Regions from separate parts of the Rattus norvegicus genome. Here region 1 is linked to region 2. Evidence: chromatin contacts called from public Hi-C data. All regions are on one chromosome and are shown on one strand. Each heading gives the region's core, a stretch centred on a gene start, on an enhancer-like site or on the middle of the called end of the contact. The rest is flanking DNA. Distances are from core to core; before and after follow the strand shown.

The links. A called contact is a pair of places that touch in the nucleus more often than the background predicts.
Region 1: a Hi-C map of the A7r5 cell line shows a contact between it and region 2, with 11 times the contacts expected there. The contact joins two enhancer-like sites. A contact is called at or near these places in 11 of 12 Hi-C or Micro-C datasets (the A7r5 cell line, the Rat2 cell line, Schwann cells and 6 more) and 1 of 1 datasets of contacts at active chromatin or transcription factors (oligodendrocytes).

Annotation. Positions count from the first base shown.
Region 1 is chr6:41,719,169-41,721,868 of GRCr8, forward strand. No RefSeq gene overlaps it. Among named protein-coding and RNA genes, the nearest start is that of Ddx1, 36 kb to the right of the region's middle. Within about 2 kb of position 1,278, at least 10 of the 93 cell types and tissues checked have an H3K27ac peak or open chromatin away from gene starts, as enhancers often do. A contact at or near this core is called in the A7r5 cell line and Schwann cells, where this site is marked.
Region 2 is chr6:40,916,872-40,919,647 of GRCr8, forward strand. No RefSeq gene overlaps it. Among named protein-coding and RNA genes, the nearest start is that of Cox7cl1, 140 kb to the right of the region's middle. Within about 2 kb of position 1,485, at least 2 of the 93 cell types and tissues checked have an H3K27ac peak or open chromatin away from gene starts, as enhancers often do. A contact at or near this core is called in the A7r5 cell line and Schwann cells, where this site is marked.

The DNA of each region.
Region 1 (2,700 bases), core at 28-2,527, 800 kb after region 2:
AACCACTGCACTAGGAGCACCTTGATCCTCCTGGAATAGGTGTGTGCCAGTTTTAGGGAGTTTTGAGTTAACTTATAATGTGTAGGGGAGACAAAGAGATGAGCAGAGGTTTTCCTGGAGGGGCCCAGCAGGAAAACCTACCTTCCAGGGCTTGAGAAACTCAACATCCACGACTCTTGGGCCTCAGGCTCCTTACCTGACAAAAGGATAGCCTGGCTCTTACACGAGTCAGAATACAAAACATCTGGCTTCTAGGTGGCACTCCAGGGCTGACTTTGCACTCAAGGGGGTGGATAGGATGACTCAGGGCTCCGACACTGGGTAAGATCTTGACAGTCAAGAAGGTGGGAAGCTCTCCCAGCAGGCAGCCGAACAAGAATAAAGGCAGTCACAGTGCCATTACTAATAGCTACCCTCTCGGTGCTTAGGCTTCCTCGCCTTTAGGAGGGAAAGGTGTAGGTAACCTAGCTTCTGGGTTTTAGGACTGAACCAGAATGGGCACGTAGAATGCTGCTAAGTTCACAGTATAGACCAATAAGTGTTACCAGTTGCTTTTACATGGGGTGGGGGTGAGAAGACCAGGTGGCTGGTATGAACTGAGAGGATTTAAGGAGGAAGGTTTGGAAATAAATTGTAGAGGACTTTGAGTGCCCATCTTAGGTTGGATTTAATTAGTAGAGGCCTATCTCATTTTCTTGGGTGGGTTTGACACAGATTGATAAGCATACAACAGTAAGTGTAAGTTTAACCATGCATTCAATCGTAGAAACCAAATGGATTCCTGTCACAGATTTAAATGGCCCCAGCAGAGGATGCTCTTGAGTTGGTGACTCGGTTCTGCTTCCAGCACCTAAGCAGGTATTCACTGATAGCAGAAGCTATAACAGCTAGTGAGACGGCTCAGCACTTCAGAGCAGTTGTTGCTCTTGCAAAGGACCTGGGTTTGGTTCCAGCACTCATATGTTGGCTCATTTGTAAATCCAGTTCCAGGGGATACAACGTCATCCTGAGAGCTCCACAGGTACCAGGCTCGTAAAATATGTACATACATCAAGTAAAGTTAAAAAAAAAGGAAGGAAACTAGACGTCACTTGCTGAGAAGGGAGATTCTGAAAGATTCTCAATGTTTTGAGCGGTCAACTGAGTCCTCATGAGCTGCCATCTCAAGTGACTAAGCTCATTGTCTGTGCTGTGCAAGCCCACACATCCTGCCCTTGTCCTCACCCATACCCACCCAGAGGCAGGCAAGTCCACTAGGGCCATTCCACAAATTTCTAGCATGCTCTCAAGGGGCAGTGGCGTAGTTCCTAGGATCAGCTGTGAAGGAGGCAGGAGGCCGGTGGGTGTCAGCAATTAGTTATCGTGATGCCCACACCCTTCATTCAGAGCTGGCCTTTCAGAGACTAGCTGAATCAAAGGAAATGACTGAGAAAAAGCACTCCAAGTTCTGGAGATGTTAATGAGCGCAGCAATTAGCATAAGCAGGATCCTGACACGTATGGAAATTCTTTATACAGAGAAGTCTCCAATGGTGGGTGGGCCCAAGAGAAGGCTGGGGTGGTGGTCCACCCTACTGTGACAGGAGGAACCACCCAGGCACTAACCATGTGGGGCCAATTTGTTGAGGAAAAAAAAATCCCAATTCACACTTCTTGGCCTTCAAGATCTAGGTTTAAAAAAAAAAAAAAAAAAGACCACAGCCTCTGACAAATGTAATGAGGAAATAATTCCTTGGAATCTGTGAATTTGCTTAGATGGGAAAGAGGCAAGTCAGGTAATCCTTAAGTGACCCCAAGTGGTAAAAATACACCAGCACATGTGTTCAGGCCTCTGTGGGTATTCATGGCGTGACACTAGCACCACCTAGTGTACTCGGCTGGAAACGAGCCACAGACCCACAGACCTGACCCTGGTTGTCTCCACTATCATGTCTGTCTTACTCGGCAGGGCTTTCCCGGTGCTGAGTTGTGAGTCAATAGCAGTGGGGAAATGAGTAACAATTTATGGATGGACATACATTACAAGATTTGTTATTACAGCCTACAGCACTAATACCAATATTTTAAGTAAATAGTATGTAATGATACGGATATGATCCAATTTCTCCAAATTGCCTGGCTTTTAAGTGCCAAACAAAATATCTCAAACTGTAGTCTGAGACTGTAAGGCGGTTCTCGCTCAATCACATCTAAGAGTTCTTTAGCAAGCTCTTGTAAATCTGACTGTGGCTAAGCGTGCCATTTCATGAACTTTAAATGGCTTCTACAGAGCTTTGTTGCTTGCCCCCTTTGCAATAATTCCCTCCCAGTACAGGACTCGAGCTGGTTCCTTCCACTCCAGCACCACTTTGGCTAAACACAGAATTTTCCCTTTTATACCCAGTCATACTTTAAGTAGCTAACATTTGAGAGGATCCAGGAAGTCACAATATCCATGGAGTCCATCAGTCATGATGGATATCCTACTCCAATCACTTTCCTTTTCTAATCAGTTGTCTATCCCAGATTCTCTTCTACAAAACCCTGAAAACACACGCACGCACGCACGCACGCACGCACGCACGCACGCACAGGCACACGTACACACATGCATGCATAGAGGATAAATCAGGCTCCACTTTAAGCAGATTGCTAACATCACCTGGGACACCCAAGGCCTATTCCTCCCAGAGCAGTCAAAGCAGAGTTCCTGGATTCGGGG
Region 2 (2,776 bases), core at 235-2,734:
GGTTTATCCTTGGGTATTCTTTGAAGATGTTGACAATAAGATACTTTCCCCATGTTATGAGCTTATGGCTTGATTTTTATTATTTATCACTGCCTTCTACTTTTCCTTTGTCTTTGTTTTGCTTTTCTGATCTTTGAGTTGCATCATTACATTATTTATTTAATATAGTTTTGGATTCTTATTAAAATAATTCATATACATATGTTCTTCTTAAAATTTGTCCTAGCTGTAGCCCAAATATTCAGAAAAGTCATGTTTTCATTTTTATTTGATTCTAGAAATTGCTTCCTTTCCTCCCTGATTTTTTCAATGATGCCTTTATCATTCAAGAGTGTCTTGTACCGTACCCAAGGATTTGTGTACTTTCACTAGCTATGGATTTATAACTCTACTCTGGCACCTGACTTGGGACATTCTTTCGTTTCTTTTCCATTTGTTCAGACTTACATTGTGACCCAGAATGGCATCTATTTTGAAGATGTTTCCAGAGACAGCTAAAAAAGAATGCAATTCTGCTCTGTAGATATCCATCTCTTAGGCCTATTTGGTTTATGGTACAACTGTAAACTCTCTTCACAGCTTTTTCATTTGGAGGGCCTATCTAAAGATGAACCTTGAAGTCACTCACTATTATTGTGTCTGGACCTTCCAAACAACAGTGTGTGAATATATGAAGGATAAATAAAGAAAGCCATATTTTAAAAATATCGAGAAGTCAAAATAGTACTAAAATTGTAATAAAGGGAGAATGAGGTTGGCAAGAACAGAGTGGGGAATATAGTGTTGGAGCAGTTGCTTTCTTGATCATCAAAAACTGGAAGGTAGCGTGCACATTTTGTCAGTCAGTTGGACTTGTAGACTTTTGTCTTCCCTCTTGTTTCTGCTTGACTCCATATTGGACAAGTGTCCAATGTGGGCCAGAGCTGTAGTCACTTTAGACATTGCTCTTTGCATGCCACTGCCCTCTGCTGGCCACACTTAGTTTTGCTATCTTTACGGGCGAAGCATTTTCTTCCTTCTGGTACACAGCTGAAATGCTTGCTTGTTCTCAGAGGTATCTACCAAGGTCCTTAGAAGCATGGAAAGCTGCCACAGCACTTAAAGCTGAGCAGGCATCGACTTATAGCACTCACCCAGCTGGGAGGACACACTTTTGAGGATTTAGTTTGGGGGCTATATCGCAGTGAATCGAAGATAGCCTGAGAGATTGAGCCACCAGCTGCCCTCTGGCTCAATACTATCAAGTGCCAAAGTTATTCTCAGTGGATGGGTTCTCTCAGCCACTGAGGGCAGGGTTACCTTCTCCGGTGAACTTTACTGCCTGAGGGGACCCTGCTGTCAGCTTCACTTCACAGATGGTCAGCATCTGGCCCTCTTATTCTCCACAGCTGCCTCCCAGGTATGGCCTGGAGCTGGGCAGAATAAATCCAGCCTCCCTTACTGACGGTTATTTTCCATTCTTAGGCTCCCAAGTTTCAAACAATAGGTTCTCTCTTAAGATGATGGCTCTTGTCTTCTGAGTCATACAGAACGACCAAAATAGATCCTGTCCACTGTGACTAGTTTTATAAAGAAATTATTGTCTCACCAAAACTAGCAAGAAAAGCTGAATGTCAAGTACAAGATAGCTTCCAAGCCCCAGAGGCCAAAACAATTCATATTGTTGTCACTGCTCTCTGTCACCCATCAGAACCAGATGGTAAAACCTGATTACAAAAAAGCATTATACACTTTGGATCCAGGACAGAAAGAAACCTAGCTGGAACTGAATGGGAAGCTTCCTTTCTGATGGCTAGATCCCAGCGTTCCAGGACTTTCTATGGGGTCAGCTAGAGAAGAACAGCAGGATTTGCGGTCTCCACCTCCGAATCTGAAAAAGCTCCAGGAGTCAAGATGGCCTCCAGGAGTCGGGCTAGCTTGAAGGGAGACACAACATAGATCAGTGGAATAGAATTCAGGTTAATTTATTCTTTGACCATTTCATTCGTGCATACATGCATGTGCATACGCATGTGTGTGTGCACACACACACAGTATAATATGATACATACTGGTCACACTTTCTATCTTATCTGCTTCCCACACACTACCTCTCTTATCATCCCTCTAATACCTTCTCCCCTTCTCACTATTGAGTCCTTTTGTTTTGTTGTTTTGTTTTGTTTGTAAGTTCCACTGAGTTTAGCCAGGGCCACTAGTGCCTCATGAGCATGGGTGTGGAGCTACCCACTGGAGTATGAGTAAGTCATCAGCTACTACACAAGTACAGACAGTAGCTTCTCACTCCTCCAGCAGCCATCTATTGCCAACAGCTTCATGGTGGAGCTAACTGGACCTCCTCCATCCATGATGGAATACTTAATAGTTACAGTGTCGTGTGGAGTCTCTGCAACCTTGTGAGTGGCTTTTGTGAGTTTACGAGTTCATTGGCTGTGACAATGCCTATAATCTTAGCACTCGGGAGGCTGGGCATGATGGTGCTGAGTACAATGGAAGTGTGGTCTACACAGTGAGTTTGTGTAGACCAAACAGCAAAAAAACAAGGGGCATAAAAAAGGAAGGAACGAGGGTGGTGGTAGCATTCTCTGTTCCCACCTCTTAGACTATCAGGGCACTAGTAATTCAGTGTCAGAGAGCAATGGTGTAGTCCATGACTGTGCCTCCCCTCCTAAGCATAGATCAGATTCTCACAGCATCTCAGTGACTGTCTCCATCCCCTCATTAATGGGCCAAGGCACCTCTCTTTTATCCTGTCCGGTATGTCCTTTTCTAGCAA